4 separate regions of the Sus scrofa genome follow, and all the other regions are linked to region 2. A link is a contact called in public HiChIP or PLAC-seq data. All regions are on one chromosome and are shown on one strand. Each heading gives the region's core, a stretch centred on a gene start, on an enhancer-like site or on the middle of the called end of the contact. The rest is flanking DNA. Distances are from core to core; before and after follow the strand shown.

Region 1 (7,203 bases), core at 2,433-4,932, 340 kb after region 2:
GGCGTTATTCCAAATTATAAGATCACATTTTACTTCCCAGCCTGTCTGGCTGGGCTGTGGTGCCAGCCACCAATTTATCATTTCTAAGATTCAGTGGTACCTTGACAGCTGCTCTGAACTACTGCACAAACTGATGACACTTCCAAGCATTTCTCCTTTATAGCAAGCATGGTAAGTTTCTCAGCAGAAGGCACCTGAGAGACACTGTCAGTTCTAGCTGCTGCTGGCTACTCATCAGGTGTGGAACAGCATCCAGTGATGCTCTGCCCCTGCACGTGCCCAGAATGGCAGTCCCAGCTCAGCCTGGTGACCACCTTCCCACAGGGCCCTCCCAACACAGACACCATGTGCTCCAGGTCCCCAACTTGCTGTCCCACCATGACCTCCTCAGTGCACCAGCCCAGTAGCTGGGGCTGACCTGTGCCCAGCAGGGTGGCCTTGCATTTCCCAGCGACTGCAGACAGACCTGGCCTGGGCAATGCAATGAATCTGTCACGCATAGGCTGCACACATTGGACACTGACTGGTAAGGTGGTCAAAAGAGAAGTATGGACCCTGACTGATACAGTCATCAAAATAGAAGCCCAGAGCCTTCAAAAGAAAAACTGATGTAATGAACTTTAGCTCGTAACGAACGTGGATTAAGGACATCTATGTAAAGTAAAATGTTCTACATCATTTTTTTTTTTTTTTTAATCCTTAGAGGTACTAAGTCCCTAATTTCGTGGAAGCTTTTATTTTTCTAAGCCTTCTATTCAGGGGTAGAAGTTATGACATTTAACTTCAGCATTTCAGGTTAACAGTAGTTGTCTGTAATGAAAACAAAAATCTCTAGCACTTTCTGTGTACAATCACAGAGAGAACTAGTACAGAGAAAATATGCATTGATTTAAGGGTGGTCATATTGAGACACATTTTACTACAGAAGAACAGGACCTTCAATTACTACAAGTGGAAAATGCCATCTCTGAATAGAGAACTACCTCATCAGCAATAAGACAGCCTAGGAAGCGGTATACTGCAATGTGGTGAGCTTGAATTTTGATGCTGCAAAGACCTAGGTTCAAATCCCAGTTGTGACCTTTCTGAGCTGTGTGCCTTTGGTTCAGTAACATAATCCCCAAGCTTGTTTCCTTTTCCTGTCTTGTGATGATGGTTGTAAAGTAGGATATACCTACGTTACAGAATTGAGAAGATTAAACAAGATAAGCAACTGTTAATTTTCCTTCCTGTTTCCTCATTTTAAAGGTAAGAGAATATTGAGGCGCAGAAACAAGGTTTTTACCGAGAGCACAGTAATTTATAGAAGAAGCTGAAACCAGGCTTAAAGTACTCTTGATTTATGTGCGCAAACTTGGGAAATAAAGTACATAGACTACTCTATTTAGAAATGGAGTACTCATTGGAAATAAAGTACGACCAGTACTCCATTGAGAAGGACAGTAATTTATTAAGTACCATCCTACAGCTGCCTGATAAATGCCACTCCTTATCACACTGCTGATAGGAAGTGTAGAACAAGTGCTACTTTCGTGATTAAAAATTTGACCTATTTAACACCATCAAACTCCTAGAAGAGAACAGAGGCAAAACACTCTCTGACATCAACCTCATGAATATTTTCTCAGGTCAGTCTCCCAAAGCAATAGAAATAAAAGCAAAAATAAACCAATGGGACCTAATCAAACTGAAAAGCTTTTGCACAGCAAAGGAAACCCAAAAGAAAACAAAAAGACAATTTACAGAATGGGAGAAAATAGTTTCAAATGATGCAACCGACAAGGGCTTAATCTCTAGAATATACAAGCAACTTATACAACTCAACAGCAAAAAAGCCAATCAATCAATGGAAAAATGGGCAAAAGACCTGAATAGACTGTTCTCCAAGGAAGATACACAGATGGCCAGCAAACACATGAAAAAATGCTCAACATCGCTGATTATAAGAGAAATGCAAATCAAAACTACCATGAGATACCACCTCACACCAGTCAGAATGGCCATCATTAATAAGTCCACAAATAACAAGTGCTGGAGGGGCTGTGGAGAAAAGGGAACCCTCCTGCACTGCTGGTGGGAATGTAAACTGGTACAGCCACTATGGATAACAGTTTGGAGATACCTTAGAAATCTATACATAGAACTTCCATATGACCCCACAATCCCTCTCTTGGGCATATATCCAGACAAAAAAACTCTACTTAAAAGAGACACATGCACCCGCATGTTCATTGCAGCACTATTCACAATAGCCAGGACATGGAAACAACCCAAATGTCCATCAACAGATGATTGGATTCGGAAGATGTGGTATATATACACAATGGAATACTACTCAGCCATAAAAAAGAATGCCATAATGCCATTTGCAGCAACATGGATGGAACTGAGTGAAATGAGTCAGAAAGACAAAGACAAATACCATATGATATTTCTTATAACTGGAGTCTAATATCCAGCACAAATGAACATCTCCACAGAAAAGAAAATCACGGACTTGGAGAATAGATTTGTGGCTGCCAGATGGGAGAGGGAGGGAGTGGGAGGGATCAGGAGCTTGGGGTTATCAGATACAACTTATAAGGAGATCCTGCTGAGTAGCATTGAAAACTATGTCTAGATACTCATATTGCAACAAAACAAAGGGTGGGGGAAAACTGTATACATGTAAGAGTAACTTGATCCCCATGCTGTACAGCAGGAAAAAAAAAATTGACCTATTTATATAATACTTTACGCTTTATGAAGTGCTATGACTAATAATTTTATCTTATTTTTAAAGACCTATTTTTTTAGTGACAGGAGTAATAATTTCATAAACAAAGACATTTCAGGAAAATAAGTTATTTAAGGTGTGAATAAAGGGAAATCATCACTAATTTATGATTTTGCTAATAATTTCTCAGCTTTTAATAAAAGTCCAAGTTTCTCTTAACAGTATATATCATACATAGCAGAGGTTAAAATTAGAGGTTTAAAAAGTAGCTACTTAACTGGGAAGAAAAAGACTGCTTGGGGAGTTCCTGCAGCAGAAACAAATGCAACTGGGATCCATGAGGTTGTGGGTTTGATCCCTGATCTCGCTCAGTGGGTTAAGGATCCAGTGCTGCCATGAGTTGTGGTGAAGGTTGCAGACGGGGCTTGGATCTGGCGTGGCTGCGGCTATGGTGTAGGCCAGCAGCTGTAGCTCCAATTAGACCCCTAGCCTGGGAACCTCCGTATGCCGCAGGTGAGCCCCTCCCCCCACAAAAAAAAGACTGCTTGGATTTGTTTGCAAATACAGATAAATGATAAAAAGTGAAAGTAAACTTTATATGATCAAAGAAATAAAAGACTGCCACTAACAGAGGCTAATGGTTTTTCAAAATACATCTTTATATACCTTATAATTTCAATTAAATGGTGTCTTCAATATTACGCGAGTCTAGACAAACTACATCCTGCCTGTCCCCAGCTCTTGAAATCAATAAGAGACCCTAGAATGTCAATTTCGAAAACAATCTATAACTATTTACAATGATTTTATTAGAGGACTGCTGCGTTTCCCATTTATGAACAGTCTAATCCTGAAATACACCACTTGCTGAACATAACACATCAGAATCTTAACCTTTTATACACTGGTGATGGGGGCCGTGGAGGACTTGTGTTTTGCACTGGGGAACAGCATCACTGTTGCCGCATTCCCTGAAGGCACACACCCACCTGTGGATTTCTAATATACCACAGCAAACAAACATGTCAAATATTCTTACATTTCTCCCTTCTTTAAAGCCACCTGACCTGGTACGAATCTAATTCACTGAAGCTTTCATTATAGCAAATGCTTCTAGCTGGTTCTGCTGACGGTTGCCCTTGACCCTGTTTTGACTTCCTTTGCATACAATGGCCAGACTAATCCTAAAGTTAAGTGTGCCCTGTTACTTCCCTTTTCAAAAGTCAACAAGAGTTTCCCGTTAATAACAGCACATTATAAATAATGGTTAATTCTTACCTGCAGCACACTTGGTTCTTTCATTGCTCCACTTCGCCTGAGATAAAGTCCGTCATGATGCAATGGGTAATGAGGACAAATTTTCCTTGAAAACTAAAAGTTAACTGCCATTGTAATTTTTCTCCCACACTCTAACTACAACATATTAACTTAGAGCACCACCTATCTTTCAATAAAAGGTTAGGAAACTAGTTTTACTTTTGCAACAGCTGGCCTGTACAATTTAGTATGATATTAAGTCCAAAATGCAAAAAGAAAAGAAAATTCTAAGAAGGTTCATTTGACAGTGCATAAAAGATCATTCTACCAGAATACAGAAAATTCTTAGTAATGTTTTAAACAAGGGAGTCTGGCCAGCTGTGTACTGAAGATCTTAATCTTCCACAAAAATGGTCAATGAACAAACTGTAGCTGGAAATGTTAACTAGAAGTTGCGGTTAGGGAGAAGCGGAGCTGTTTTGACTTTGAAATTCTAACACTCCTTGATATTTTCAGGTATTAACTAAATGTGTTGCTTTTTCTGTAAAAGTCTTCCCAACATTTAGGTCATTTCCCTTATTTAAATGAGGGTAAAAGTACAAATAAATATAAATACAAAATAAATATATTGTATAAATATATATTGTATATTTATACAATATAAGTATAAATAAATAAATATAAATTTATAATGTGGGAGACAGTCTGCTCATACAGCACACAGTTCATTCTCTGCTACGATCCCAGTCAAGGGCACCACACCCTCTTCTCAAATCCGTGTTATTCTCTGACCTCATGCTGCAACAGAATTATTTTTAGAAATGGCAATTTCTTACATAAACCTAAGCAGCGTAACACATTGGAGAAAATACTTTTAGTCAGAATGAATGGGCATTTGCACCAAAAGTCAAACCATGAGAAACAACTGATTACGTGAAAACCTGGCTGTGACATCCACGAAGAATGGAAATGTCTTGAATTTATACAGCATTTCTCCTGCGCGGTTCGCCGCAGCTCTCTAAGGCAGGCGGGAGTGGGGATCATCGCCCATGTCACCTACAGGGAAACAGATGCACTAGAGTTTAAGTGTGTCGACCACTGGAAAAACAGAACTCCCAGGGATTGATGGTGACCTACGGCTGTCTCATGCCCTATTCCTCAGATATAAAAATTAAGAGAAAAAAAATTTTAGTTAAAACTGACTGAAAATCAATGTAACTCATCAAAGTTATTTTGTAAATAGCACTTGGTTACAATTTGCAGTATAACTCAATATGACAAAAGGTCTGGAGATTGTTTATAAAAAACGGCTTGTTAAAATTGAGTGGAATAAGCATTTCTTAGCAGTTGATGTACTGGGGCTCTAAGCATTTCAGAAAGCTCTTTTGTGAGAGCCTAACTTGCTCATCGTGCCATAGCACACAGCTTGGACGACACAGTCACTCTCTTGGTGATTCATGGCAGCAAACACGAACATGAGTCTTTCTGTGACTGGTTATTTAAATCATCATCCCACTCTGGTTATGATTACCTTGTCAGATGTAGCAGAGTTGTTAAAAGAGAGATATTAAGCTCTTCTAACCTTTACAACAATCGGGCAAATTTTCATCTTATCAATGGAATAAAAGGGACAGTTCTCACAAGCTTCATAGGCCTTCTACTCTCTTTCCAAAGTTTTACACTCCACATCCATTATTTTCCTAATTTTACAGTGGACCCTTGAACATGGTTTTGAACTGCGCATGTCTGATTATACACAGAGTTTCTTCAATCCATACGTACTGTAGACCTACTCGAGCCCTAGATGACTGAATCCCCAGATGGGGAACCATGGATATGAGAGTCAACCATAAACTTACACACAGATTTTCCATTTCATGGGTCCACACCCCTAACCCTGAGTGATTCAAGGGTCAACTGTAATTTTAAATTCTTTTTCCTCCTATAGAGTCCCTTTTAAACTGTTCCAGGGAAATTACTAATCTACTTCAAGGCACTAAATCTCTGTGCCCTAACATGTAAAATACAACACAAATGTTTACTTTTTTTTTACATTTTTATTTTGCAATATAAACATGATTAAAATGCACTATGAAACAACATTTTGTGTTTACATCAAAACTAACTTAAAATGTTTGGTAGGAAATAGCATAATTTTTTAAAATATGTTCCAACTCAGTATGAAGGTGAGCAGTTTATTTCTGAATTTTATTTAGGTATTTTAACTATAGTTTATTATTGAAACAAACAAAATTTTTGGTCTCTTTTTCTTCACTTTTGATTTTTCTTTAATTCTTTTTTAGTTCACAGTGTCATAGATGTGTAAAATAGGACTGATAGAAACCACTCTAAAACATATGGCTTTATATACATAAAAAAAAATCCAATAATGTTGCCACAACCCCTAATACAGTGTGATTCTTATTTACTAGTATCCAGAATAAACTTCTGTACATATTAAATTGTTCAAGTATAGCTAGAGCAGTGCTTGTAGAAGTGAGGTCCCACTGCTACGTTAACGGGCATCTCTTTGAAGACCGCTTCTAACTTCAACACAACTAAGGTAGAGTTCTACCAATTAGTTGACTTTACAATATATTATACATTCTCAATTATTCTAAAATGCTCCAATGAGCCAAACATACGATTTAATTGACACCTAGTTTAACATCCATTTTGTACAGCACCAGTGGTTAAATTAAAAATGGATCTGACTAACCAAATGTTCTCTTTCTTCTTAGTTACAGCTTGTTACTTAGTTCTATAACATTAAACCCGGGTTGATAAAGAGGATAACCTGGGTCAAACTCTTTCATCTTAAATAAATAAACATTTCATCCACTTCACACTTAAATACCTAATCGTTTTCGTATAGTGTAAGTTTTTCAGTAATAGCTATACAATTGACGAAGTCAAAGACCAACTTCTTATCTCAGAGGACTAGGCAAGTCGGAAAGGATTCTCCAGGTTTGCTTTAAAACTTTCAAGAAATCTGGTGGCCAGTTCATCATCTACCACTCGGCTGTCGCTTGACATTGTGACGGTGATGAGCTGGTGCTGCTGCAGCTTGGCATTCCCCTCTTCATCCTGAGTGAGCTTCAGCACAGGTCGGAATCTCCCAACAGCCAAGATGCAGGCTTGCGGAGGGTTGATCACTGCAGTAAATTCATCGATGCCAAACATCCCCAAGTTGGAAATACTAGGGGAAAACAGAAAGCTCTGAAGGTGGG
Region 2 (7,125 bases), core at 4,451-6,950:
TATTTATATTTGCTGCCTTAATAGGGATACCAAATTAAATAGGTTTGAATTTACCTCAACGCTTTCAGTAACCAGAGGTACTTACAATGCTGCCCCCCCAAATGTGTAAATTAGATGAGTGGGTAATGAACACTGGAATAAACAATACTTTAAAATATATAATGTGTTATTAGAAAGTTAGTTTCTGCTAAATAATAAAATTAACATGGTGACATGTTTGGGAAAAGCTCCGAAATAATTGCTTCCATTTTCATTTTTCCCTTAATTTTCTTTATCTTCTCCCCCAATTGTCAGAAATCTTACACCTCTTAATGCCATTCACCTCCTTGCCCTAAATGTTTCTAGGCAAGACTAAACAAAAGAGGTGATATTTTTAGACCTTCAGAACCCATTCCCTTCAAGTGGCAAAGAAGGGTCCTTGAATTTCCTTGCCTCAGAGAGAAAAGATGCAACATGTTCTTGACCCAGAGCGGCGGTTGTGGAAGGCACCCCCTCTCTGCTCACGTCCTAACCAAAAGCTTCTGCCCAGGATTCCAGGTGAGCCCTGGTCATTGCCTGGAGTCCATCTTAGCAAATGCACAGCCGTAGCACTTGGCCTGAGAGCCAGGTGAATATCAGTGAATTCTCTCCAACTGAACCTTTCTACGATCCAGGGACACCAATGGGGACAAGGACCTCACCCCTGTACGTTTTATAGGACCAAGCCACACAAGCCCCTACTTTCTCTGTTAAAAATCATTTGGTCATATTGTATGGATTGATTGTAGGTTTGTGAGGATGAATGTGGCCAAAAAAAAAAAAAATTACAGGCTCCCCCAATTTAGGTGTATTAGGTAGCATTCAGCCCATTCGGGGGCACCCTGACTCAGTAGGAAGCTATGGTGCCTTTAGAACCTCTGTTGACTGGATGGCTTACACCCAGCTCAGAAGACCCAACCATTGTGGGCAGTCGGCCATGCGCTGTGTATTTCACCTGATCATTGTCTTTACGTCTAAAGAGAAGAAAGCAGCTCTGTAGTGGGCGATGCTGTTAGCAGCCTCCAGCATTCTCCACATGAGAAAACGGAGCCGTGCCAAGGTACCTTAAGCCTGTCGAGGGAGACAGTCTGCGAAGGTGCTGAGTCTGGGTCTGTAACTGGCCTCCCTCGCTCCAGAGCCATTGTGTTGGCCACTCCCTGCTGTTTTGCAGCTCCCGTGCAGTCCAGCAAGATAGTTGGCAGACAGGATCCCAGGGAGGCTCCCCTGCCAGCAAGCCTCCAAAGGCCCCCAATTGCTAACCACCGGAAATGCTGCCATCAGAGAACAGAAAAGGGCCCGTGGGGCTGAGCTGAGCTGGGTGGAGATGCAGGAGGAGGGCATTGAGGGTCAGGAGGAGGAGGGGTTTTTTTTGTGTGTGTGTGTCTTTTTGCCTTGTCTAGGGCCGTACCCAACGCATATGGAGGTTCCCAGGCTAGGGGTCTAATCAGAGCTACAGCTGCTGGCCTACACCACAGCCACAGCAACGCCAGATCCAAGGCACGTCTGTGACCTACACTACAGCTCACAGCAACGCTGGATCCTTAACCCACTGAGCGAGGCCAGGGATCGAACCCGCAACCTCAGGGGACCTAGTCAGATTCGTTTCCGCTGTGCCATGGTGGGAACTCCAGGAAGAGGAGATATTAAAGCAAGCCCACCAGGGTTGGTCTCCTCACAGACCCTCTGGCTATTGGTTGCTTTTCATCCTGAGAGTAAAGTCTGTGCTTTGAACTTTTCTCCCAATGAGGTGGAGGAGCGTGACTTACAGGCTGAAGGAGCCTGCTGCAAGGGAGAAATTCTCTGGAGCTTTGTACGTTGTCCTTGGAATTCAAGCATATTTTACATCATGCTTCATCGTCTATTAGTGTTTATGTGTAATGTTTTAAACTACTGTGTTTCTCTGCTTCTAATATGTAATCATTTACACGAGTTTCCATTGATCTCCTACACTGAGCATCTCTTCCATGGATTCCTGAAAGCTTGCATCTCTCCAAGGCACCTCCCATTCTGGGTCCTGCCTCTGTGGAATTTTCCCTCCCCACCCTGTCACCTCTGTGCAGGCTACTTTCCACCCCGCCTTCCCTGCCTGGAAGCTGTATTTTTTTTTTTAAGGCCATACCCGAGGCATATGGAAATTTCCAGGCTAGGGGTCAAATTGGAGCTGCAGCCGCTGGCCTACACCACAGCCACAGCAATGTAGGATCCAAGCTGCATCTGTGACCTACGCCATGGCTCCCGACAATACCGGATCCTTAGCCCACTGAGCAAGACCAGGGATCGAACCCAAGTCCTCACAGATACTAGTTGGGTTCATTACTGCTGAGCCACGACAGGAACTCCTGGAAGCCGTTTTGATGCCCCGTGCCCCATGTTCCTCAGCCTCCAGGCTGCAGCCATGACAGAGGGCAGCAAGGCGCTTACACTGCAGGACCACATAGCAAACAGGACACAGTGGCACCTTCGGCATTTCTGTTCTTTGGGAAAAACCGCCAGGCGATGTGGGTAAGAACAGTTTCTGAAGTCAGGCTGAGATTTTCAGAACCCACTCACGCTGTCACTTTGGGCAGATCACTGTACTTTTCTGTGCTTCGTTTTTTCACCCGTGGAGCGGGGCTAAGAGGGTTACCTACCTCACAGGATGGTGGTGGGTCTACAGTGCTTTGGGAGGATACCTGTAGTAAGTGTTTTGGAAATGTTAGCTATCATTACTATCAACGCTATTATTATTGCTATTGTTATTGTCAGCGTTATTATTTCTGAAGGTCCCTTGGCCACCCCTACCAGCTGGGACAGTCTTCACTGGCCATCTCTGCTCTATAGGCTCCTGCTTGTCCTTAGTCAGGCTTCTCCCTTTTCCTCCCTGGATCACTTCTTCCCAAGGCCCTGAATTCCCATCGACTTCCCCTGCAGCGCCCTTGAACCACTGCATTTGCTCACTCCCAACCTTCCATCGCAGCCTAATCCTGGGACTGAAATGTGTCCATCAGGGTATATTACAAAACGAGGGCAGTTCCCCTCCCTCCCTCTCTCTGTCTCTCTCTGTCTCTCTGGTTTGGTACAGCTCACTCTGAGACGTTTTTACAAATCTAGCTGGAGATGATATTAGGAGGAGAAATTGTGCCCGTCCTTTGCAGCTGGAGCCTGGCTGGTTCCTCAGCCATTGGGGTGGCTTCTAGAAAGACAACCTTGGCACCAGGACAGGATGAAAATGCCTCATCACTGTGACCTCGGAGGCTTGGCCAAGGCAGGAGTGGATAAAGGGCTAACCTGCCCCGCCCGCCAGCCAAAAATAGGCCAACCGCATCACCAGGCTTTCGGTAATTAAACCCTCCTTCTGCAGAAGGCTGTGGCTCAGACCGGAAGGGGGCCATGGACGGGTTAAGGTGATTCCTTCCCAGCCCTGGCATTCTTCTCTTAGTGTCAGAGGCAGGCTTGGAAACCCAGGAGTGCTCCGTGGAGTGTAAATTCATAACCAGGCACCCTGTGAGGGCAGCCAGGGGCGGGCACATGTGCCGGAGAGGCTACTTAGAGATGAGGTATGCTTTGTCTCTACTCTGAATAACGTAGACTTTTAAGGGAGTCAATCAGCTTATTTTTTATAACGTTTTTGTTTCTTATTCTAAAAGTTAATTCAGGTTGGTTGTAGAAAGTTTGAACACAAAGGAGAGGATCAGTAAGGAAATAAAATCCATCCATCGTCCCATCATTCCAGTCACTGGAAACCTTTTGTGCCATTTTGTGTGTGTGTGTGTGTTTTACATCCTGGTGCAATGCCCAGTTTTCCTAAAACTGTGATCATATGCAGTTTTCTATCTTGCATTTGAAAAGTACACACAAAGTACTCACAATGACACTGTATCACATGAGGTCATGAAGTATTACTTGAAAGCCAGATGGTTTTTAGTCTGTTAACCTCCCGGTGGCCGGGGCTGAGCAAACAGGAATGGTGGCACATGCGTCCGCGTTGGTTGGAAACTGCACTGGCAGGAGTGTTCACACAGACCCTGCAGCCCAGGAGGAAGCGATGTGCCACCTGTGAGATCAGAGACACTCTGGTCAAGCAGGGAGGTGGGGAGTGGGTGAGAGGCTGCCCCAGCTTCCTCGGAGAAAGCGTGACACACTGGCTAGAGCAGTGGGCTCCTAGGGAAGGCATTTCTGGTTTGGATTCTGTCTCCGCGCTAACCTGACTTTGATAAACATACCCCACCCTCTAGAGCTCAGTTTTCCCATCTATAATGCGGAACTAATGATCATACATATTTCTTGGGGTCGTTGGAGGCCAGGACCTGGCTCGGGATAAGTACTCAGAAGTGGTAGATACTATTATGATGAATGTCTCAGATGGGCACTGGGTCAGCTGATTCCATTCTATGCAGATAGCAGGTAAATGGGTTCATTCTGTAAGAAAATCTCTGAAAGGAAGTGAAAATGCAGGTGGGATTTAACACGTTCTTCCAGAGAGGTGGTGGGGTCAAGGTGATGGGTGGTCTAAAGAGTGGAATTAAGACTTCTTCCAGGCGTGATGCTTTCGAAGTTCGAGGGGAGGGTGCTTCCAGTACCAGCTGTGAGGTCACCCACCCAGGGTCTGGATCCAGACCAGAGACAGGCACCAACCCCAGCCAGGCATCTTCTAATCGGGTTTGACGGGCCGTTTAGAGTATTTTAATAGAGCATCAGAGATTTTGTTGGGCTCAGCCAAGCTTGTGTGCACCTTAGATGGACAAGCCAGGATGGAATCTCATCTTCATGCGCCTTTGTGGAAGCATCCCCAGGTACCGGGGTTCAGCTCTGGCTCTAGTCAGGAGTGGGGAAGCATCGGAGGTGGTTGGAGAGACCTGCGTTTGAATCTCAGCTCTGCTGTAGAGACCCAGTCTCTCTTTACCTTCTCACTTGATCTGGTTAAGCGTCTGTACCTTGTGGGTTGTTGTGAGGATTAAAAGAGATGAGTCTAGGAGGTGCCTAGCACCATGCTGGCTGGCCTCCTGGTAGATTGCTCAACAAATGTTGACATCCTCTTCCACCCCCCACATGCTGCAAAATGTGAAGGAAGGAAGAAGAAGAAGAGAGTCGCTTGGTTTCTCCATCTATAAATAAGAAGCTGGGGGAGTTCCCATTGTGGCGCAGTGGTTAACGAATCTGACTAGGAACCATGAGGTTGCGGGTTCGGTCCCTGCCCTTGCTCAGTGGGTTAACGATCTGGCGTTGCCGTGAGCTGTGGTGTAGGTTGCAGACGCGGCTTGGATCCCACGTTGCTGTGGCTCTGGCGTAGGCCGGTGGCTACAGCTCCGATTCGACCCCTAGCCTGGGAACCTCCATATGCTGCGGGAGCGGCCCAAAAAATGGCAAAAAGACAAAAGAAGAAGAAGCTGGAATAAGAAGGGTTAATAAGAGTTAAAGGCTCCCTCAGCCTCTGGAGTTTGAGTGATGTCTTGTGCTCTGATTGTCCGTCCTAAAAATCAGTAGTGAGCCTCCACTATTTCCTGGCAGGTAGCCATTGAATACATATCATGTGCTGAGCCCTCTGCAAGGGTCATCTCATTCTGGGCTTTCCTTCCATGAAGGAGAAAAACTGAGGCCTGGAGACACAACGAAACTCACTCCCAGTTTCTCAGATGGTAAGTGAAGGAGCTGGGCTATGTACTCTGGTCTCTGCCTCTGGAGACCAGGTTCATAACTAGAGACTTCCGCCCCCTGCTGGAGACAATGAGTGCACAACAGACTAGCCTTTTCAGCTGCTCAATTGTTAAGCCCGTTGAAGCCCAAGGAATTTGTGTTACGGACACTGTCGTCTCCCAGGCAGGCAGCAAATAGGGAATTGTGGACAAACACACCCCCAACATCTAAGCATCTGACTCAGGCTTCCTTTAAGTGCAAGAGTCCTGTGAACAGCAAGTGCATTAGATTCTCATCTTCACTATGAGAGAGACCAGGACTTTCTAAGGTCCCTGGGTGGCTGCTCAGAGCAAAGGGCACTGAAAATCTGGAGGGGAAGGGCCTTTCCTTGTTTTTGCTTCCTCACAAAAGGAAGGGAGGAAAAGGGGCAGAGATGAAGAAGATTGTTTCATTGGTTTCAGAAGAAAAAAGCCTCTGTGTTATTGATTTTCAGGCCCCAGGCCTTTGCTGGACAAGGTTTGGTGGTCTGCAGACCACATAAAGAATCCTTGTTTCTAAAGCCTCAAACAAAACTGCCACTGAATCCATCATTTCCTTTGACACCTTGTTCTCGGGGTTCTGTTGGCCTTTTATTCGCGCTGCACCTGTGATTCCTTCCCAATGCTCCCTTTTAACGTGCCCTTGGTTTAAAATTTTAAATCTTTTTTTTTTTAGGGTTACACCGTGACACATGGAAGTTCCCTGGCTTGGGGTCGAATCGCTACAGCTGCTGGCCTATACCACAGCCACAACACCACCAGCTCCAAGCCGTGTCTGCGACCTCCACCACAGCTCATGGTAACGCCAGATCCTCAAGCCACTGAGTGGGGCCAGGGATCGAACCTGCATCCTCATGGATACTTAGTTGGGTTCATTACCGCTGAATTGCAATGGGAACTCCATGGCCTCGGTTTTTATCTTTGTTTTCACCTGTATAGTCCACACCTTAATTCCAGCCTCATTCCTCACTCCCTGGGCCCCTGCACCCAGCTTCTTAGTCATCATTTTTCTTAGGAATAAATGAGTGTGATTATTTATTTAACAAACATTTATTGAGGAGTTCCTGCTGTGGTGCAGTGGGTTAAGAATCCACCTGCAGCAGCTGGTATTAGTGCTGAGGTATGACAGGTTTGATCCCTGGCCCAGCATAGTGGGTTTAAGGATCCGGTGTTGCTGCAGCCGTGGCTCAGAATCAGTCCCTGGCCTGGGAACTTCCATATGCTGTAGCCATAAAAAAAAAAAGATAAAAAATAAAAACAAAGAAACAAAACAGCAACAACAAAAAGCATTTATTAAGCACAGAGGTCTCTGTTCCCTAGTGCCTACCACCTGACACAAAAATAAATATGACAATCTTTGCTCTAAATGAGTCCCTAGCTAAGAAATAAAGTGGATGCAAATTACTGAGGGAAGGATGGCAAATATGGGCACATAGATGGCCACTCCTCAACTTTG
Region 3 (6,638 bases), core at 1,089-3,588, 420 kb after region 2:
AACCTAGAGTTACCCAACAACACACAGCCATCAGCTTATGGGGCAGAGAGAATAAAACGCCCCGCCTCCACCCCAGAGATGTAGTATGTCCTAACCCCAACCTATGAGTATGTTACAACGAGGGGGAATTAAGGTTAAAAAAGAAATTAAGACTGCTAAAGAGCTTCACCTTGAAATGGAGCAAGAATCCTGGATCATCCAGGTGGGCCCAATATAATCACCAGGGATTATATTGGGAGGGAGGCACTAGGAAACACACAGCTTCCTTGGTATTCCTCACAGATGATGTCCAGTTAGACAAGTTGTTCACGGTGTGTTATAGGGTAGGCAAAATGTCATGATGCATCAGTGAAGAATTGCCTAAGAGTTTCCAAAGGCAGCAGTCCTTAAATTGGGTCTCAGGAGAACCCCTGACACTGCATGCACATTTTGGAGTGTAACTACACTTTGCCCCTTTCTCTGTAGAGAGGGTCTAAAACAGTCAAAGATTCTCAAAAGGAACTGTTTTATAAATAAGATTAAGAACACTCTTCCCACAATATTTCTAACACTGAGCTCTTCCTACTCCATGATTTTCTCAGAGAGCAAGTCTCAAAGTGTACTCTATAAACACCAACATAAAACATCAAAATGCACCGAAGGTTGTTTGTAAAATGCAAATTGCTTAGCTCTACCCCAGACAGAATCTCTGGGAGCTGTAGAAAGTTCAATATTTAACAAACTGGAGGAAGGGAAGACAGTAAATTGTAAACACAGTTAAAAACAAACAAAACAAAACAAAAAAACCCACTGCTCCAAGAGGTATTTTTTAAACATTAAGTAGAAAAAATTGAAATAAACTGTTCTCATTACAGGATCATAAAATCTCAGCGCACTCATCATACCCTGTAACTTTGTGTAAATATTCTTCTGTTCTGAGCTTCAGAATATGTGGGCAATGCCTACTGCACCTAATTTTTCATATTACAATTCATCCTGCGGAGGAGTGACTAAAGACTGGCAGAAAATACATCACACTCAAAATCCGCCCCACCCCCATCCTCATGTAAAGAAAAATAATGCAGGGCACACTACAGTATATACCATTAAACACCGTAGGAATTGTGTTAGCTCTGTCAATATCACTACTTAAAGACAACTTTCAACAATAAGTTTTGTAAACAATGAAGAATTTCAATGGCAAATCCAGTTCTACAAGGGTTAAATCATAACCCACTGCAGTTGCCCAGCGACAGACAGTGCAACCTGAGAGGAATTCAGGATGAAGCACTGGGTGTTTTGGATAAAGAGGCCCTTAGATAATTCGAAACACATTTCAAGAAGAATTTTAATGATCCTGAATTCTTATATCTTCCCATTCATAGAAAAATACTAAAACCATTAACCTGAGATATCTGCTCTTTGTGATTAGCAGTAATCTTTTATCAACCTGTATGCCTAACCGCATTTATCTCCTAGCCAAAAAATTCACATACAATCTGGCTTCTCTACCTCTGCAGAGCGGCTGTCTCCCAGGCTAAAATCCTCACTCATATTCTGAATAAAACTTAAAACTCACAACACTTGGGCGGCCTGGCTTTAAGTCGACACTTCTTGGTAAGCTTCTCCCCCTAAATTTCCACTCTTTCAAGCCATGTTTCGCATAAAACATTTTTCCGGACCTATGCCTATGATGCCTAGACATTTACAAATTGAGTCCTTTACCAGTACTCGCGTGAGGCAACCCCGCTGGCCTCTAAGATCTTCCAGTAGACAAGGGTGAAAACAATGAATAAAAACCACTAACGTGACGTCTAAATCTCAGCAAACTTGGGCAACTTGACAACTCTAAAGGAAACTAACAATGACTAGGAAGGGGCTTGAGAGAGGCCGCACAACCCCAAATCCAAGGCAAGGTCACGGAGAAGCCATACCAACCAGGAGGCCAGGGAACGGAGTCAAATTCTCCTAGCTTCCAAAAAACCCTTTGCGGCATGCACGAGGCCAAGTCAGCAGAACCCTCCCCGAGACAAAGCCAAGGGAGCGGGGAGGCTCCGGGCACCTCCACACCCAGGTGCAGGCCCTTAATCAAAAAGCCCCTGCCCCAGGCCCGTTGCTCAGATGCACAGAGGAGCTGAGCGCGTCCCGGCCACTCACCCCAAAGAGACTGCGTGCTGTGATACCATCTCCAACTAGCTCCGCGGCCGAGAGACCATCCAGCAGCTCCCTTCACCAGCCCCGGGCAGTTGCCAAAGCCCAGGAGGCAACGCATCACCCGCGGGTCACAGCCTAGCCTCCAGGAGGCCGCCATCTTCCCAGCCTTCTCGCGGGCTGCCCTCAGCACAGCCTGTTCGCCCAGTCATCAAGGCCCTACAAGGCCCCGCCTCCCACCCCGTTGGACACGCCCCCTGGACGCCCGCGACTCGTAAACCGCAGGAATCAAGCAGCTCTTCTAGCTCCGCCTCCAAACTCGTTGGCCTCGCCTCCCGGTCATGAGGCTGCGCGGTTGGGCCTCCGGTCAGCGAGGCCCTCCCGGACCCGCCTTTCGTCTTGTCCGCCCCGCCTCCGGACTGCCCTCCACACCGCCTGATTGCATTTCTGGCCTCGCCGTGTTAGCCCCAACTGAGGGCCGGGAGCAAAGCCTTGCGAAGACCGGAGGGCGCGGGTACCTCTGCTCCCGGCCATGTCTGGCTGTCACGCTCCAGAGGGAGACTGTAGCTCGCGGCAATGCCTCGCGCAGGTAGGGGCGGGGCCGCCGGCGCCTTCTATTCCCTGGAAGCGAGGCGCCTGCGGGGCTCGGCGGCGGAAGCTAGGCGCGGGCGGGGTGGGGTTTCGGGCCGGACCCAACGGGACCCTCGCGCACCGCGGTTTCCGCTGCGGGTGCTGACCTAAGTCCCCGGCTCCCGCTGAGGTCTTTGCTCCACCGGCTGGGGTTCTCTGGAGACAGGAGCTGGGCACCAAACCTTGAATAAGGAAAAATAACGGAGGAGAGCGGTATTAAGTGTGTATTTCAAAGTAACTTCTCATGAAGACCGGGGAAACGTGAAGCCGCGGGTGAAACGGAGCTCAGACTATGAGCTCTTCTGCGCCCTGGCGACCAGCCTGACATTTGGCGCGTAGTAGGTACTTGGGAAACGTCCCCGAGCCGGATCTGTTCAGTAGCTGGCACTTTCTCTGCGCAAGTTGCTCTTTGCCTGCTTCTGTTTAGATTGGTTGTGGGATGATCTAGGAAGGATTTTTCCTTAAGCAGAAGTCACAGGAAGATTCCACCCTCGGGCTGCACATAACTTTTCATTCACTTCTGCATGCCAACAATTTATGGAACACCCATGTGCTCAGGGTGGTAATTAAGACAATGGCCTGGGTTCTGGAGGAGAGCTAGACCAGTAAACCATTACAAGTGAGAAGCGCTGCTGAAGAGACTGGGAATTCCCCCTCAAATCACGACCTGATTCTTTATTCCTCCTGTTATTCTTCCTTGGGGCAGAAGGTCCCAATTAAAAAGTAAAAGGTGGCAGATTTTATTAGGAAAAACTTATCAGCCAGTATTTCTGTGAATAAATGACTTTCCAGAGATGAGCAAAGTCACTTGTTTTCTTCCTCTCACTTATTACAATTTACGTATTTATTCCTCTTTTCACTGCCAACTAAAAATTGTCACCCACCCGCTGCCTCCACAAGGTTTAGGTCATTAGCCGCTGCAGTCAGCCGCTGACCTTCAGCACACTCTTGAAAGAAGGCCAGGGAGATCAGGAATGAGGCACTCTGTGTTCTGTGAAAAACTGGCAGACTAGGCCTTCTGATAGTTAGATATTTTCAGGAGATTTTATGACCCCAATTTCTTGTGTCTTCTCATATCTAGAAGAGCAGTAAGATCATTAATGGTGCCATCTGCTCCTCATGATTAGTGAAATCCTCTGCAGAAGCAGGTGCTTGATTTCAGGTATCCACCTTCCCCAAATCACATATATACTGAACTCCCCCCCCCCGCTTCTAGCAGTTCCTCCCTCGGCGCTGAGAGGCTGTCTCCCAGGCCTCATTTTGCCTCAAATAAAATTTAACTCATGACTCACACTGTGCCTTTTTTTTTCAGTCAACATCACTTTTTTAAAACTGCTTCCTAGAGTATAAATTCCTTCAGTGCGGAGACTTTGTCTTATTCATGGCTGAACTTCCAGGATGTGCTTGATGCATGGTAGGCACTCAAATATTTATGACCGCATCACTAACCACTTAGCTGCTCAGCCAACTGAAAACTTGGAATTCCTTGAAGCCTTCCTTTCCTTCAGTTTTCTTACCCAAAGTCCATCCTTTCTATTTAACTTTTTTTTTTTTTAGGGCTGCACACACTGCATGCATGGCATATGGAGATTCCAGGCTACGGGTCCAATCAGAACTACAGCTGCTGGCCCTACACCATAGCCACAGCAGCTGGGAATCTGAGCTGTGTCTGCGACCTACACCACAGCTCACGGCAACGCCAGGATGCTTAACCCATTGAACGAGGCCAGGGATCGAACCCGCAACCTCTTGGTCCTAGTCGGATTCACTTCCCCTGTGCCACGACGGGAACTCTGTCTATTTAACTTAATTATCTTCCAAATCCATCTCTGCCATCGCTCCCTTACAATTTCATTTTGAAGCTGTTTCCACAGCCTCTCTGATGGTCTGCTCCTTTCTTGATCATCACCCTTTAGCCTCTTCTCTCTACTGCCACGTAGAAATGTTTCAAAAATAAAATCTGATCGTGTCATCTTTTATTTAAAACTGCTCAGTGGTTATCAACCATCTAGAGCATAAAGTCCAAACTCCTGTGCATAGCATGGGCAATCCTTATAGTCTTTTCCCGTCCCCTCTCCATCTCACAGAACCTAATTCCAGTTCCAACTACTCAGAGTTCTGTCTGACGAAAATGCCCTTTCTCCTCTTCATCTACCTTCACACCTCATCTCCTTCATTAGAACTCAGCTCAGGGGAGTTCCTGTCATGGCTCAGCGGTAACGTACCAGACTAGTATCCATGAGGAAACGAGTTCGATCCCTGGGCTCGCTCAGAGGGTTAAGGATCCAGCGTTGCTGTGAGCTGTGGTATAGGTCATAGACGTGGCTCCGATCCCAGTTTGCTTTGACTGTGGCTGTGGTATAGGCCAGCAGCTACAGCTCCAATTCTACCCCTAGCCTGGAAACTTACATAATGCCACAGGTACGGCCCTAAAATGACAAAAAAACAAAAATTAAAAACTCAGCTCAGCATCCCTTCCTCTCTGAAGCCTTTCTAACTCCTGCTCCCTTACACCAGTAGCTTCTACTCCAATAATGCCCTGGACCATCATGTTTTCTACACTGCTTTGTCACTTCACAACTGTTAATAACTTCTTTACTAGAGTTAGAGCCCCCAAATGTAAAGATTTTATCTTACTCTTGTTTATTTCTTCAGGGCCATCAGTAAAGTTCTGCTGAATGAATGAATGAGGGCTATAGCATAAATACCCAAAAATCTACATAGAGCAAATGCCACGGTGCAGAGTTTGAGGAAGGAATGATCACTTCCTGCTGAAATGATAAGAGAAGGAATCCTAGGGGATGTGAATCAGAAGCCTGGTGTAAAGGCTCATGAGCAGGAGTTTGACCGCCAGAGCTGGGATGAATGGAGATCCCACATGAGCAATAACCGAGCAAAGAGAAAAAAGTGTGTTCTTGGCTGGCAGGAAAGTGTGTCTTAGACATCTACTGCTATGTAACAAGTATCCCCAAATGTAGGGATACACACAAGCGTTGCCTCACACAGTTTCTGAGGATTAGGAATCCAGGAGAGTTTAGCTCAGGGTTTCTCATAAATTGGCAGTCAAGCCATCAGCCGGAGCTGCAGGCATCTCAAAACGTTACTGCAGCTGGGGTCTGCTTCCAAGCTCACTCACACAGTTGTTGGCAGGCTTCTGTCCCTCATACGTTATTCATCACTTGAGCTGAGTACCCTTAAAATATGGCAGCTGGATTCCTCCAGCGCAAGTGACCTGAGAGAGAGCAGCCAGGACAGAAGTGATAGTCTTTAGTAAGCTGCCATCAGAAGTGACATACTCTTGACCTCTTAAGCTGCCTTCACACAGACCAGCTGCATATAGTGTAGGATGAACTCTAAGCCAGGGTGTGAACACCAGGGCGCAGAGATCATTAAGAGCCATCCTGGAGGTCAATTACTGCAACTATGTTGACTAGAACTGAGAGGTTCATGTAAAAATGTGAAAGAAAATATTTGCAAAGTTGGGGCAAGAAAACAGAAGGACTTAAATTACAAACTAAGCAGGTGGTATTTGAGGAATGGAGCTCACTGACTAAAGTAGTGTGTTATTTTAGTACTAAGAGTGAAAGGTACGCTGGAGAAAAAGAAATTGTAGGCAAGGAGGAAAAAATAATCGGAATCCTCAAATATAAATCCCTGAGAGTTTTTACTGGACTATTACTCAATAAGAAAAATAAGGATAATGGAAAAGTGGATTTCACAATATTAATTGCATTCAATTTAAAGGACTATCTTTTATTCTGACATTATCCTACCTACTCTTTAATGTAAAAAAAAATGCACTTTTTTTGAAGACTGTGAAAATAGATGGTTAAATATGATTAATATCATAACTTGACAACCTTCTATCTGTCCCTAAA
Region 4 (6,447 bases), core at 649-3,148, 310 kb after region 2:
TCCTTTATTTTGCATTTAACAGGTTTTTATCCCATTTTACAAACTGGGAAAATGAGACACTGAAAAGATAAATGACGTGCCCAAGGTCACCAGTCATAAGGGGTAGAAATGAGAAAGTCTGGTAACCTTGTACTTTAACCATTTGGAATATATATGGAGCAAACATACACTGCATTTAATGTTCATTTGTTGTCCAGAGCAGACAGAACAATCGCACCAAGCTTGATCTCCAATCTGTTGCTCTAGTAGTTCCTATAAGTTGAAAGTGTTGGCAATCTCTCTGCTGTTCCCTCCACAGACCCTTCTCCTTGGCTTGCTCCTATTCTTCTGGAACCTTGTCTCTGCCTGCTCCCGAGCTTGGGTCTACTTTGACTTTGGCCCTTCATATTCGGCATATGGTCTTGGTCTCTTTCAAGTTCAACTCATGCTGAGACCTGCCCCCAGGCCCCTCTTGCCCTTTTTCTGACTCCTTCTCATCCTCACCCCATCATGAGCTGTCTCAGCAATTTGGTCAGGGTTGATGAGGTGCAAAGGTAAAGAAGGGACACAAGAAGGACAGAAAAGAAAAAATCTCAGTGCAGATTCACCCTCCAAGTCCTGAGCTCTGAGCTCACTATAAAAATTTCTGCATGAACCATAGAGAAACAGCTTGAGATGTGGCGTCACATTCTAAAGATTCTACATCTGGAAATATGCCATTGAATTATACTGCCTATGTCTTTTTTTTTTTTTTTTTTTTTTGTCTTTTTGCCTTTTCTAGGGCCGCTCCCGCGGCATATGGAGGTTCCCAGGCTAGGGGTCTAGTTGGAGCTAGAGCTACCAGCCACAGCCACAGCCACAGCCACGAGGGATCCAAGCCATGTTGCAACCTACACCACAGCTCACGGCAATGCTAGATCCTTAACCCACTGAGCAAGGCCAGGGATCGAACCCACAACCTCATGGTTCCTAGTCAGATTCGTTAACCACTGTGCCATGATGGGAACTCCTGAATTATATTGCCTACTTCTTTTAAGATGACCCCAATCACCGCCCCATCCCAGCTCAGTTTTAGTCAACTGACTCATAAACACAGGAAAATATTTTAATCTTGGAGGAAAAACTTAGGTATTTGTTGTGCATTAAAAATGTTAATCGGGGAATTGAAAAAATAGCGGGCTCTACCCATCTGTGTAACGCTCGCCTTTCTGAGCTGTGGTTGGTCTGTAAAGTGTGCTAATTAAACACTGGAGCTCTCAGGTCGCTTTCAGACCCTGCATTTGTGTCAGTGTAGCCTGTGTTTCAGAGGCTTTTGCTGTGTGCCTTGCAAGACTACTAATTGCCAGCACTGTCTACCGAATGACTTCCCAGCGTCACCAGGACATGCCCCACGAGTACATGGTCTGTCAGTTTCCACAGGTCTGATGACATGCCTTCTGTTCTAGGTCTGCCCTCTCTTTGCCCTCTCTATTGCTATTGCCTCTGGTGTTCGTTCTTAAGTTTCTGGTTCTGTGGGATGTAAAGTCTATGACCCATCAGCCATGGGATACGAATGTTCTCACGGTGCCAAGGCTCTTTTAGGATTTGTACACTCTAGTGTTGAGGGCTGAAGCAGGGCTGCCAAACCCCACCACCGGCATCTGAACCCTGAGAACACTTGCTAAGAGGTGTGGTCAAGTTACTGTGAAAACTTTAGCGGCACCATTCACACTCTGGACAGCACATCAGTCTCCGCTCTGTTTCTAAAAGGGTAACACGACTTGGCTGTACGCCAAAGACCCACAAAATATAGGACTGATCTAATCTGTCCTGGAAACCATTGAGACAAGCCCATTATCTGAGAAGCCAGGACAAGTTATAATTAGAAGCCCCGTGAGTCACAGCTCATGGGAGTCAGCTCAGAAGCTCTCACTCATAAAATGACACACAAGTTTGACGTCTGCTGAGGCTCATCCCAGGCGTCAGCATTCGGCCTCGTACAAGGACTGAGGGAATACATTAGAGACGAGTAATATTCATGGAGCCCCAGGATACTCATGCTGGGTGCAACCTCACTATGGAGACAGAGCATCAGACACAGGAAGTACAAAGTGATAAAAATTGTTACTAGAAAAAAAATTCCCTTTGCCACACACGGGTTCTCTTTAACTTTTCTTAAGGTGGTGCAGTTGCTAATTTAAGCCCTTCACATACTTTCCCAGCAGTGAACTGAATTTACTGTACATCCTTCCAGGCCCAGTGGATTCTGAAAGAACATTGGCTTTAAAATCCAAGCTTTCTTAGCTACTTGCTGGCTATGGAACCATGAATAAGACTGTCAAATCTTTCTAAATCTTAGCCCCCTTATGTATAAAACAAGGTTTTTTAATGAGGATTAAAAAAACACTATCTTTTAATGCAAAGCACCTGGCTCAGGATCCCACATACGACGGGTGTTCAATCAGTGTCAGGATCCTTCCTTCCCAGTAGAAATCGGCAGATGATACTAGCTTCATGTCTTGTGCCAGGCACAGAACACACCCTTCAAAGTGTTAATGCCATTTCAGCTCAGCAGACACCTCGTCTCAGGAAAGCCATTAGAAACCCCCAAAGTACTATATTTTTCTCCTGCTAAGTAGTTTTCTTCCCACAACTTCCCACCACTTTATATTAAGTGAGCCCAACAAATGAGTCACACTACTTACAGAAGCAAATTTGGGAGCCACACCCAAAACACAGGCATTTTGTCTTTTCACAAGAAGCTGTCAATACCACCAAAAAAAGAGGGCTTGGGGGGCCCACAGTTAGAAACCCCCAAACTCCCAGGCTACCTCTGAATTCATATGCAAACCCAAACCCTTAGTTCTTTTTTTTTTTTTTTTTTTTGGTGAATTTCTACGCACAGTATTAAGTGACAGTTGAGAATCACTGAACAATATTCAAAGTTCTGCTGAATGTTCTGCTTTGTAAGTGGGTGACGTGAGGGGTACTGGGGGATATATCAAGATAGCCCAATCACTTTTTAAATGGACAATGCCAAATTAAATTTAAAACAACATCCTACCGTTGGGCCTGTATTTACTTTTTGGTAGATTAGAAGGTGATTATTTACTTTCGGAAAACATTTAGCGTTGCATTTAACGTATGGTTTTGATTTTCATGAAAAATTTTAAGAATTTATCCATTGTATGAAAATACAATGATTGGCATAAAAGTTAAAAAAAAAAAAAAGATAAAGGAAGCCTGTCATTTGCCAAGGACATAAGGTGAAGAATAAATATGCACTTGAGATATACATACTCCAAGCCTATAGAAAACACAGGTGTACTGATGGGATTCTACTATTTGTGTAGAAATCCTATCCAAGAAGACTTAGGAGCAGAAATTAAAACAAGACAATTCTTTACAGACTCTTCCAAATTCCAGAGTAGATAAGCCTCCTGCTGAAGCTTATGACATCAACAGAAATAAAATGATAAGCTATGTGCATAAATAATCTACCATAGGAGAGAGTCATCAGGCACTATAAACAAAATAGTTAGCCCCCTAGGAGCTGGACCTAGTAGAACAATCTAAATCTAGTAGAACAGCCTAAAAGAAATGTTTCAAATAATTAAGAAGTTTAAGGAAATGGGGGGAGGAAGAAATATGACTCATAGTGAGAGGAGAGTATAGTACAGTAAAATAAAAGACAGATTTGAAAAAGAACTGAATGGAAACACAGTCAATAAGATAATTAATAGAAAAATAGATGTGCTGCTGAGAAAATTAGTGAATTGGAAGATAAAACTGAGAAAACTGTCTAAAATATATCACAGAGAACAGATGGCAAATATAAACAGACAGAAAATATGGAGGCTAGGTTGAGAAAATCCAGCAGATATAAAATCGGGCTGCTATGCTACTCAGTTGTAAATGCTACCATTCACAAGCATCCAATATAAATGGTGTTGCTTGTATTTTTACAACATGTCATCCTTTATTTAATGGGAATTCCAGAAAGAAAGAATCAAGAATGTAGGATAAAAGGATAATTTTTAAAAAGATAATAGGGAAGAAATTTCCAGAATTGAAGAAAGAAACAAGTTCTCAGTTCTCTGACAGAAAAAAGTACACAAGAGTACTGGACAGTACAAATAAAAATAAATTCACCCCTAAGCTATTTGTGAGGAAATGAAAAACATCAAAGACAATGAAAAACAACCAGAAATAAAAAAGATTAACTGAAAAGTAATAAGCAATCAAAATAACTGAAAGACTTTTTATCAGCAATGGTGCAGGCCATAAAACAATGAAATCATTATCTTTAAAGTGCTGAGGCAACAGTTCTATCATTTAAAATTTCTAAACAAAGATGTGTTTTCACTCAACAATAAAGTACAATTTTTTCCACCCAATGAAAGCTCACAGTGGACAGAGCATCATAACACATTCTTAAGTAAAAGTCACACAAACAAAAGCAAAAAGTGCTCTTGTTTTAGGAAGGAGGAAAAGTGAAGTACCTAATTCAATTTATAGTAATAGTATATAAAACACTGGAACACTACCCAAGGAATAAATATAATGGGTTACCTGTGGAGGAAGGGAGGAATTGAATGGATAAGGATAGGAGAGCAAAACTTCTCACTGATTATACCATTGATTACCCCTTTAATATCTGTTTAATGGGAAAATTCCTAAAACATAAAACCTACCAAGACCAAACCATGAAGAAAGAGAAAATCTTAACAGAACTGTAAATAGAAAGGAGACTGAGTTAGTCACTAAAAACCTTTCAACAAAGAACAGTCCAAGACCAAATGGTTTCATCAGTGAGTTCTACCAAATGTTGAAAGAAGAATTAACACTACTCTTTCTCAAATTCTTCCAAAAAGTGGTGGAAAAGAAGGAAACACTTCTTAATTCATTCCATGAGGCCAGCATTATTCTGATACCCAACCAAACCAAACACTATAAGAAAACTATGGACAAATATTCCTGATGAATATTGATACAAAAATCCTCAACAAAATATGAGGCAACAGAACTCAAATCATATTGTAAGGATTTTATCCTAGGACCAAGTGAGGTTTATTTCTGGAGTGTAAAGACGACAGCTGCCATAGGACCCCATTAGTCCCCAACCACTCCAGGGACCTAGTGGGCTGACACCAGCTCCAGGACACCCTGGACCTCACAGTCAGCCATGTCAGGAATTGGCCCTGCACACCAGTAGGCTAACACTAGGCTTCAGGACCCTGGGCCTTGTAGCCAGCTACCCTAGGAACTGGTTCTCTACATACCAGTGAGCCAGAACTAGCCCCAGGATTCCCAGTGCTCCACAGCCAGAACCAGGGCTGGTACCAGAACCAGGACTTCCTAGGCTGTGCCAGGACCTGGCCTCACTCATCAGAAGCTGGCAGTCTCTGTATTAGGCAGGCAGTTGCAACAAGACGAGGGGCCAGTCACACCTTCCAGCATGCCCACAGTAGTCAGTCCACCACAACAAAAGGGGCTATGCAGCCCACGTAGAGGGCACTCTTAGTTCTGATGACCAAAGGGGAGTGCACTGCTGGGCCCCATAAGATATTTCCTACATAAGGCCACTCTCTAAGATTGGGAAGTTTAAACAACCTGTCAAATACATAGAAATAAAAACAGAGAATTAGGAAAAATGAGGCAACAGAGGGATATGTACCAAATGAAGGAACACAATAAAACCCCAGAACTAAGTGAAGGGGAGGTAAGCAATCTACTCATAAAGATGCTCAAAGAACTCAAGACAAGAATGGATGAACCCAGTGAGGAGTTTAACAAAAGGAAAATAGAAAAAAGAACCAAACAGAGCTAAAGCATAGAGTAACAAATGAAAAATACACTAAAAGTAATAAACAGGAGATTATGGATCAGGAAACGAAAGGACCAGCAAACTGGAAGACAGATAGTGGAAATCACTCAAACCAAAAAGAAAAAAGAAAAAAAGAATTTAAAAAAAAGAGTAAGAACAGGTTAAGAGACCTTCGGGATAACATCAAGCACACTAACTTTCACATTATAAAGGGTCCAGAAGGAGAAGAAAATGGCAGAGAATATACTTGAAGACTTAACAGCTGAAAACTTCCCTAACCTGGGAAAAGAAAGCAGACACCCAGGTCCAGGAAGCACAGAGAGTCCCAAACAGGATAAACCCAAAGAGGACCACACTGAGACACACCATAAATAAAATGACAAAAATTAAAGAGAGAATCTTAAAGCAGCAAGGGAAAAGCAACTAGTTATGTACAAGGGAACTCCCACAAGTCTATGAGCTGACTATTTAGCAGAAACTCTGCAGGCCATAAGGGAGTGGCACAATATATTTAAAGTGATGAAGGGGAAAACCTACAACCAAAAATACTCAACAAGGTTATCATTCAGATCTGATGAAGAGATTGAGTATTACGACAAGCAAAAACTAAAAAGAGAGTTCAGTATCACAAAATCAGCTTTGCAAGAAATGTTAAAGGAATA

What was found. HiChIP or PLAC-seq counts read pairs in DNA pulled down with a chosen protein or histone mark.
Region 1: an H3K27ac HiChIP or PLAC-seq map of alveolar macrophages shows a contact between it and region 2. The contact joins two enhancer-like sites. A contact is called at or near these places in 2 of 47 Hi-C or Micro-C datasets (embryonic fibroblasts and skeletal muscle) and 1 of 2 datasets of contacts at active chromatin or transcription factors (alveolar macrophages).
Region 3: a contact with region 2 is called in an H3K27ac HiChIP or PLAC-seq map of alveolar macrophages. The contact joins the promoter of PDHX here to the enhancer-like site in region 2. A contact is called at or near these places in 2 of 5 promoter capture datasets (fetal skeletal muscle and liver), 3 of 47 Hi-C or Micro-C datasets (embryonic fibroblasts, liver and skeletal muscle) and 2 of 2 datasets of contacts at active chromatin or transcription factors (alveolar macrophages and skeletal muscle).
Region 4: an H3K27ac HiChIP or PLAC-seq map of alveolar macrophages shows a contact between it and region 2. The contact joins two enhancer-like sites. A contact is called at or near these places in 4 of 47 Hi-C or Micro-C datasets (epiblast stem cells and liver) and 1 of 2 datasets of contacts at active chromatin or transcription factors (alveolar macrophages).

Annotation. Positions count from the first base shown.
Region 1 is chr2:26,008,944-26,016,146 of Sscrofa11.1, forward strand. PDHX (pyruvate dehydrogenase protein X component, mitochondrial) reads right to left here. Exons shown (of 13, transcript XM_003122869.4): 13 at 6,011-7,172. The coding sequence ends at 6,914. Among named protein-coding and RNA genes, the nearest start is that of MIR1343, 54 kb to the right of the region's middle. Within about 2 kb of position 3,683, at least 16 of the 83 cell types and tissues checked have an H3K27ac peak or open chromatin away from gene starts, as enhancers often do. A contact at or near this core is called in alveolar macrophages, where this site is marked.
Region 2 is chr2:25,666,766-25,673,890 of Sscrofa11.1, forward strand. The region is part of intron 1 of SLC1A2 (excitatory amino acid transporter 2); the gene reads left to right. Among named protein-coding and RNA genes, the nearest start is that of SLC1A2, 66 kb to the left of the region's middle. Within about 2 kb of position 5,701, at least 6 of the 83 cell types and tissues checked have an H3K27ac peak or open chromatin away from gene starts, as enhancers often do. A contact at or near this core is called in alveolar macrophages, where this site is marked.
Region 3 is chr2:26,092,557-26,099,194 of Sscrofa11.1, forward strand. It overlaps PDHX (pyruvate dehydrogenase protein X component, mitochondrial), which reads right to left and starts at 2,339. Exons shown (of 13, transcript XM_003122869.4): 1 at 2,137-2,339. The coding sequence starts at 2,290. APIP (methylthioribulose-1-phosphate dehydratase) reads left to right here and starts at 2,464. Exons shown (of 8, transcript XM_003122870.3): 1 at 2,464-2,719. The coding sequence starts at 2,663.
Region 4 is chr2:25,982,938-25,989,384 of Sscrofa11.1, forward strand. No RefSeq gene overlaps it. Among named protein-coding and RNA genes, the nearest start is that of MIR1343, 80 kb to the right of the region's middle. Within about 2 kb of position 1,899, at least 18 of the 83 cell types and tissues checked have an H3K27ac peak or open chromatin away from gene starts, as enhancers often do. A contact at or near this core is called in alveolar macrophages, where this site is marked.